Linked DNA regions of Mus musculus: region 2 is linked to region 1. The links are chromatin contacts, called in public HiChIP or PLAC-seq maps. All regions are on one chromosome and are shown on one strand. The core of a region is the stretch at or near the end of the contact, and the rest is flanking DNA. Distances in the headings are between cores, read along the strand shown. Region 1 overlaps Taf3 (TATA-box binding protein associated factor 3). Region 2 holds the start of Taf3 (TATA-box binding protein associated factor 3).

Region 1 (4,205 bases), core at 764-3,263:
TATCTTGGTCTTGCTGCAGTTATGTGATACAACAGTATTAACATATAGATTAGGCCATTTATAATGCTAGGTGTCATTTCAGGTTGGCTTGCTTATATCGCATTTTAGTTTCTTATTGTGCAGAATGTTAGTGGAATGGGGCTTTTTTACATGTCAGTGTGTGTAGGTATTTATAGCACATCTTCACTATTGCTAATTTATCCTGTCATTGATTGGCTGTACTCTATGAATTGTCATTGCCTAATTGTCTTCATTAGTAATATTTTCAAGTAAGTAGGTTTATTTTTAAAAATACATGCCCACTTGTACATATTGAGTGTTAAAAGGGTTCTGATTTTGATTCAATTGCAAACAGGACAGTTTAAAAAATATTATATGTCACAATTAAAACTGTTTAGCCTCAGGCTAAAGGATAAACTGTTGAGATGGATTAGTCAGTTTGGCTGTCACTGCACCTCTTGTCCCCTCTACCCCCCAGGCTCCCAGTGTCTGTCTTGCTCTTGCTGTCCCAGGCTCCTTCCCTGCAGCAGTACCTCCCCTGAGCCTGATCTTCCAGCAACACCGTGTGTTCCAAACCCATTTAACCATCACTGTCCGTCAGATTGTTTCAGTTGTGTGCCATCTTCTCATCCTCTTGGCCCCCAAAGTAGGCTCACAGCTTTTCTTAGCTTCTTTGTCCTTAGATATTTTGGCAGGAACAGTTTAAAGTCATGGCCTTTCTCCAAAGCCAAAATGAAGTATCTGCAGTTCTAAGTACCAGTCTGGGTTTTCAGTGGCCTACCTAGGATCAGGACCTGCTGCGCTGGGTCTTGGGGACATTAAATGGGCTCTGCTGGGTTCAGTTGTGGCCATGGGGAAAAAACCCAGCTGCAGTTTCAGCACGGTTCCATTTCTAATTAGCATTTCCATGTCCACTCCCTTCCGACCTCTGCATGTCCCTTGTTCAGATCTCTGCTGTGCCACACCAAGAACTGTCTACAAGGATACAGGTGATTCTGAAGGTGGGAGACTGGGGTTTGCTCGTCAGGTCTTGTGCCCAAGTCTAGCACAGTACTATGTATGGTGACACACAGCAGCAGATAATGCATCATTGAGTCACTTGTAGGAATTTGTGAAGATAAGTGCATCTAAGACCCCAACAAATGTGAAGGTAGCTTCACTGGGGAAAAAGGAAATAATAATTTTACTGATAAAGGTAAGATCAGCATACCCCTTAATGCCATAACTTAGAAGACTAAGGCAGAAGATTACCAGTTTGAGACCAGCCTAGGCAACCTAACAAGAACCAATCTAAAATTTAAAAAGTTTCCACACAAGTAATGTAGCTTTCAATGTATTTAATTTGGGGGGAATATATGTGAGTGGCACTTTATTGTCCTGTTAGTTAAAGTTTAAAAATAGAAGTGTGTTTTCTGCCTAGTTTGAGAACACGCCACTGAAGTTAAGAGTTGCATGCATCTGTGCAGTTAATGAGATAAAAAGCTTTCATGCCATGTGCAAACAATTTCCTCTTCTTCCTAATGTCTACTAGCTTTTTAGATTACAGTGTTTCTTTAAAGGCATTTACTGTTCTAGTTAAAACGATATTTTGTTCTAAGTCAATATTTATTATAGCTTAGAATTAACATCCCCAAATCCTTATGGTGTGTTCAGACCTCACTGCCGTGTTTAGTTTTTGTTTGAGAGGTTTGGTAGGGCAGCATGTTTTTTTCATTATTCCTCAGAGTAATGTAGGGACTGGTGATTATTTATGTTGTCAACGAAGGAAAATCACAGTGAAGTTTGTACTGTCCTGCCCTCTTCAACATTTGTGATTTTAAAAAGGTGGACTTTGCTGTTGTTTGTGTTTTCCTTTTGTGTAATTTAAGAGACTTTGTGCCCAGTCATCCATATTGTTTCCTATTATTTCCTCCTGTAATGCTGCTGCAAAAGCATTCCAGATGTGTTAGTCAGTCACTGTAACAAATGCTTCCGTAAGGAACAGAAAAGACAGGCTTCGTTTTGCTCACATTAGAGGTTTCTCTGGATTGGTTGACTCTGTTGCTTTCAGCCTGTGGCAGAGCAGTCATGCTGGGAGCACATAGCAGAGCAGACCTGCTGACCTCATGACCCACGAAACAAAAGCAGAAAATACAGACACATAAGAGTCCACATTTCCTTTAGAGAGCACCCCTCCAGGACTTAAAAACCTGCCATGGGCCCTGCTTCATGACGCTCCCACCACCTCCTAAAATAGGAAGTTGAGGCCATCCCCTAACATGGAGTTCTTAGGGACAATTAAGACCCTACTGTGTCAGCACACATGGGAAACTATTTGGCAGAATGAAAAGTTCCTCTGTGTTCTCATTATGTCAGGGTTTCTCTGTGTTCCCTAGCTGTGCTGGAGCTCACTTTGTAGACCAGGCTGACCTTGAACTCAGAGATCTGGCTGCCTCTGCTGCTTGAGTCCTGGGATTAAGGGCGTGTACCACCACGCCCAGCTCTAGGCTATCTTTTTTGCGTGTGTGACCAGTTGAACCCACAGGGGATGTACTCACAAGTTGAGGTAGGAGGGAAAATGGACAAAGAAATGGTCTGAAATGACTCCGTGTGTCTACTGGCCACTGGAGAGGTGGTGGTGGCATTGTCAGGCAATGGTAGCAGTAGTTGGTGAAGCTCCATGTTGTGACTGTTTATAAAGCGCTGTCTGTCACTTTCATCATCTCACCTATTCACCTGATGCATTTGAAGCCCAGCGTCTGTCAGCTTTCATTCTCACGGATCTCTGAGCAATGACTTTGTCCACTAGGCTTCCATTTGTTAAAACCAAAAACCTTTACATTGTTTTCATTTGTTTAGTGTGTGTGTGTGTGTGTGTGTGTGTGTGTGTGTGTGTGTGTATGCTCCACAATATGCATGAAGAAGCCAGAAGAAAACCCGTGACATGAGTTCTTTACTTCAGTCATGTGGGCCCCAAGACTCAGGCGCAGGTTATCTGTCTTGATGGCAAGCACCTTTACCACTGAGCTCTCTTGCTCTAAACTTTCTTTTTTTTTTTTTTTAAATATTTTCTTTTATTACGTATTTTCCTCAATTACATTTCCAATTCTATCCCAAAAGTCCCCCATACCCTCCCCCCACCCCCCTACCCACCCACTCCCACTTTTTGGCCCTGGCGTTCCCCTGTACTGAGGCATATAAAGTTTGCACGACCAATGGGCCTCTCTTTCCAGTGATGGCCGACTAGGCCATCTTCTGATACATATGCAGCTAGAGTCTTGAGCTCCGGGATACTGGTTAGTTCATAATGTTGTTCCACCTATAGGGTTGCAGATCCCTTTAGCTCCTTGGATACTTTCTCTAGCTCCTCCATTGGGGGCCCTGTGATCCATCCAATAGCTGACTGTGAGCATCCACTTCTGTGTTTGCTAGGCCCTGGCTCTAAACTTTCTTATCACAGCTCCCGGATCCCTTGAGCTCTTTGACACCTGACCCTCCATGTTTCATTGTTCCCTTTATCTTTACATCGTTATTCCTCAGAATTCTGAATCCACGTTTCATATTTTACCCCACTCCTCAACCGTGGTTTCAGTATTAACAACAGCCTCTCATATCCCACTCTGGTTTTTGGAACTTCAGCATATTTTTGAGCTGCTCAGTCAACACCACTGGCTAAGTGTTGCTCAAGCTTTGTGTCTGGGATAGAGCTAAAAATCATCATTACTCTCCATTCGCCTTCCTGTTAACGACGGCCTTGGGCTTGTGTTAGACTCCAAGTCATATCTGAGCGTGTAGTGTCTGCTCACTGTCTAAAGAATGTCATCCACCTCTCCTGATTCCTGTCTGCTGCCATTTTCTAGTCTAGTCTCTTCACTCTTGCCTACACTGTGTTAGCCATACCCCTCATCTGTCCCTCCTTTTGGTGTCTGGCACCACCCACTCTGTCTACCATGTGTTTTGTTGAGGTAGTCTTGGGCATACTTGAGTGTAAAGTAGCAGAGTACAGAAGCCTCGTGACGTGGGTACAACCTTACTCAGCTTTCACTTATTCTGCCTTTCTCCTCCTCACATTCCAGACAAAGTATTCCTGTGTCTCAAGTCCTCCTTTTTACCACCTGAGCCTTTCATCCTGTACTCTGGCACTCCTGGCAATATTCTAATCACTGCATTATTCCTGAAGTCTCCCCCGTGGACAGCGACTCGTCCCCTTGTGCTTTGAACTCCTG
Region 2 (4,265 bases), core at 1,234-3,733, 92 kb before region 1:
TGCTGTAGAGTTCCCTCCATCCCACACTTAGCTTCCTGGGAAACCAGAGTCGTGGCCATATGGTCATACATATGGTTACACAGGGAACGGTGCTGGTTTCGGAGGATAAATGCTCAGCTTTTCAGACTTAAGTGGCATGAGGTTTGCAGCTTATTTTCAAGCTGTTCTTGGAAAAGGTGAGTATAAGTTAATTAAAATATTTCCATATATAGTAAATGTGGCAAAATGTTAATAATCCATGAATCTTGTTTGTTTCAGCTTTTCTGTAGTTTTGAATTTTTTCCACTACACTCAGGCAAATAAAGAGGTAGTAGGGGAAGGGAATCCAAGGTATGAGTTTCAAATTAAGGAAATGTTCAATGTTATGAAACAGTTCTAAAAATGAGCTAGGCACAGTGACACACACCTTTAGTCTCAGAACTTGGGAGGCAGAAGGAGGCAGATATTTGAGTTTGAGGCCTGCCTGCTCTAGAGTTCTAGGACAGCCAGAGCTCCACAGAAACACTGTCTGGAAAAAAACAACAAAAAAATTAAAAATGTTCAATTAAGGCCCGAGACGAGATGAAAAGTATCCTTGTGATTTTGCATCAAACAGGCTCCTGACACTTGGGCACAGAACTCCCAATGGACTGAGTGTCGATGCTTCTCTCCAGACTGCCATTTGTCAAAACTAACATGGTTTCAGATTTATTGGGCTCTCAAGACTTTAAGAAGGGGATTTATTACAATGACTTATAGGCTATGGTCCAGTTAACCCAACAATGGCTGCCTACAAACAAGGTCCAAGAATTCAGAAGTTGTTTAGTCCAAGAGGCTAGATGTCTCAGCTGATCTTCAGTATACTCTGGAATCCCAAAGAAGTAGCCTCTACTTCCCGTGACAGAATGCACTTGTGAGCTGGAGTGAAGGCAAGCAGGCGAAGAGAAAGCAAGCTTCCTTCTTTTATGTGTTTTATATAAGCTGCCAGCAGAAGATGTGGGCCAGATTAAAGATGGATAGTCCCACGTCAAAGACCCAGACTAGAAGTGTGTCTTTCCACTACAAGAGATTTAATTAAGAAAAGAAATCTCTCGCAAGTGTGCCCAGTCATTTGGGGTTTAGTTGATTCCAGATGTACTAAAGTTGACAACTGAGACTAGCCATCACAGCTGCCTAGAAACAATTTATTGGAGAGGGCACATAAACTTATATACTGAATAGTCAATGGTAGATATGGCAGGCACAACTAAGAAATGGAGTAGTTAAATATAGCCGAAGTAGGTTTGGTTTAACTCAGTAGTCACTGGGATTGGTTTGGCTTTAATTTGAAACTTTTTTTCCTGTTCTGTAACTAGCTCTGTAGACCAGGCTGGCCTTGAACTCAGGTATCTGCCTCCCTCTGCCTGCCCAGCACTGGGATTATTAATCAGGGTCTACCAGCAGTTGCCCAAAGTGCCAGTTACTGTGGAGGCTCACTTCAGTCCCAAAAGTCTAAGGGCAGATGTTGCAACATAACAAGATTGAGACTCACGGGGGGGGGGGGGCGGGCGGGGGCGGACGACGGGATGGACGGACGGGACAACCCACTATTTCAACCAAACCTATTTATCATCTCATCACAGTTTCTGTTACCGTCAGGCAAAATGCAACTAGGGCTGGAAGAAGCCCTGGGAAAGGCAAGCAAGCATTCTCTGGACAAAACCAGTCTCAAGGATTTACAGAGTATTCGACCTCTGTAGGGAACTGCATTCTCCACGTCTTGGATAGACTACGTATTGTGACTAGTAAGACGCAAACTAGAACTAGCTATAAACTGCACTAAAATAATATCTTGCTCACTACTGGGGAAGAGGGGGGCAGTTCCCACTAATTGAACACGTAGGCATTTTTCCTTAAAACCAGCCATATTATGAAGAGCATTGAACGACACAATGAACAACATGAGTTTATTAGCTCTGATTGTTTTTTTTAGAGCCGGAGTCTTTTTCGGTTTTTCGGTGACTCTAGTTGGCCTCTAGCTTATGATTGCCTCAGCCTCCTGAGTGAACATCTTGGATTTCACTCAAACCTCCCAAGTGGCCACTATTTCATTCTGAATACTATCTTTCATCTTTTAATTTCGTTTTTACTTTTTTAGATTTAAGTAAAGGAAAACAATCGAATCCGCGTTCTGCGGAGTAGCTTATATTCCCAATTCTCTAGTTTCACACTTGAATCTCTATCAACATTATCGATGTTAAGTCCTTAACATTCCACTGCCTCCCTGGTTTGCCCCTGAACACACCGAGGGTCACCTCTTACTTTTCCATCAGCGGGGAGAGAAAGACACCGGCACCTGTTGTCAGGGAGGCGCAGACTCCACCTGCGCCCAGTCACTCGGCTTCCGGCCGGCGTCCAGGCTCTAGAGTCGATCCCGAGACGATCGCTCTCCTCCCACTGGGCGGAGCCTGGGCCGCCTATCTCTCGGCCTTCTGCTCGTACTGCCTCGCCCCGGCGGCCGTCCAGCGGGAGGCGGAGCGAGTCCAAAATGGCGGCTCTCAGGCTGGCGCGCTCCGTGCTGCTGAGGCTTTGAGGTGGTCGCTCCGGGTCGGAGGGGGGACGATTTCCCCGCCGCGGGGCCCCCAGAGAATGAATCGGGGGCTCTGCTGAGGCGAGGCGGCAGGGCTGGAGAGCAGTGGCAGCGAAGGGCTGCGGTGGCGTCCACGCAGCGGGATGTGCGAGAGTTACTCTAGGTCGTTGTTGAGGGTCTCGGTGGCGCAGATCTGCCAGGCGCTGGGCTGGGACTCGGTGCAGCTCAGCGCCTGCCACCTCCTCACCGACGTCCTGCAGCGCTATCTGCAGCAGCTGGGCCGGGGCTGCCATCGGTACTCTGAACTCTGTGAGTACTGGGGCTGGGTTGCGGGAGGGCTGCCCCAAGCCGGTCACGAGTGACACCTTTGCCCCTCCGGACCCCTTTGGGCATCCCCTGCAGGGGTGGCGTTCCGAAGCCGGCTTCGACATGGGGATCCTCTCAGACTCCGACCGTCTGGGGGGCTTCCACCGTCTCCTGCGAACTCCAGTCATCCCTTAGGTGCCTCTTCCTCATCCGCTAACTTCCCGCCACCGGCAGGGAAGCGGGGTCCCGGCTCGCAGCCACACACCCTCTCACCGATGCTGCTCCTGGACCAGTGCTTCGGTCTCTCTCATTGTCTCGGGTCGGCTGCGGCCAGAGCCACCCCCAGAATGCTCTCCACCTCGCTCACCTTGGTCTTTTGCCTCCCTTGCTCGCAAACTACTACAACTAGTTGTCACAGGCGCTCCGTCTACCGGCCGTTTCTTACAAGGCTGGCCATTCCTGAGCTCCCAAATAGACTCGTTGACAGCTCCGCTCAGTCAGGGTCGCTGCCTTTTTTTTTTTTTTTTCTCCCCTCTCTATCTGTTCGTTTCACAGACTTCGCCTACTACTTTTCAAGGCAGGTTTTGTCGATTTCGCTGAATACCTTTCAATAAGCATCTCAGTTACGCACGGCGTCCTTCCTCTATGCTCTTCTGTTAGTGTTGATCTAAGTGTGATGGGAAGCATCACTCGGTAATTTGGGAGGTTTTCCGGGTACTCAGTGTCGCAGTATGTATTAACTTTTTTTTTTCTGGTTCATGTCTCTTTAATGAGATTAAAGGCTCCTGTGTATGTTTTGGGAGTGAGTAAAGATAGCACAGTCCTCCGTGTTGCCCCTCTTCAGGGCTCCAGCCCTTTCAGGTGTGTTCTAGGAGAGTGGGGACGGTCCCACATGGAGGACTGCAGTTGAAACTAGGGCTGAATCCTGGTGGCCAAGTAATACCCAGTTTCCCTCTTGAAACTACTTATGGGATGTCCCCACAACTAGAAGCCAGCCCCACGGGAGGAACTTGAGACATAGAATCTGGGGACAGTGTATTGACTTTTAAGTGAATGCCCAGTAGTGTCTTTACCCGGTGGTATTTAATGATTTGTAGAAGGTACAGATCATTTTATAGATGTGTGATTTTTACTGATGTATGAGTGTGTGTGTGTGTGGGGGGGGGCGGGGATTATAACGTTCATTTAAATTCCAAGATATGACGTTTAAGGTGGCAAGTTGGATAACTAAATGAAGTGTTTTATAGAGTAATTTGTTCTGCTACAGTGGTTCCTACTTTTAAAGTGAGGGCCTATAGATTCGCCATACCTTCAAGACTCCAAATGCCATTCCTAACAAAATAATGAAACCCCAACAAATCAGATCCTATTTATCTTATTTTGTAATTGTTTGTGTATATGTGTACCCTGA

Evidence for each region. HiChIP or PLAC-seq counts read pairs in DNA pulled down with a chosen protein or histone mark.
Region 2: a contact with region 1 is called in an H3K4me3 HiChIP or PLAC-seq map of embryonic stem cells, with 14 read pairs. The contact joins the promoter of Taf3 here to the enhancer-like site in region 1. A contact is called at or near these places in 1 of 39 promoter capture datasets (liver), 4 of 115 datasets of contacts at active chromatin or transcription factors (the SCID.adh cell line, bone marrow-derived macrophages, cardiomyocytes and 1 more) and 3 of 9 other capture datasets (adipose tissue, liver and pancreatic islet).

The regions. Positions count from the first base shown.
Region 1 is chr2:9,954,004-9,958,208 of GRCm38.p6, reverse strand. The region is part of intron 2 of Taf3 (TATA-box binding protein associated factor 3); the gene reads left to right. Among named protein-coding and RNA genes, the nearest start is that of Gm31290, 39 kb to the right of the region's middle. Within about 2 kb of position 2,013, at least 98 of the 459 cell types and tissues checked have an H3K27ac peak or open chromatin away from gene starts, as enhancers often do. A contact at or near this core is called in embryonic stem cells, where this site is marked.
Region 2 is chr2:10,046,827-10,051,091 of GRCm38.p6, reverse strand. Taf3 (TATA-box binding protein associated factor 3) reads left to right here and starts at 2,483. Exons shown (of 7, transcript NM_027748.3): 1 at 2,483-2,857. The coding sequence starts at 2,692.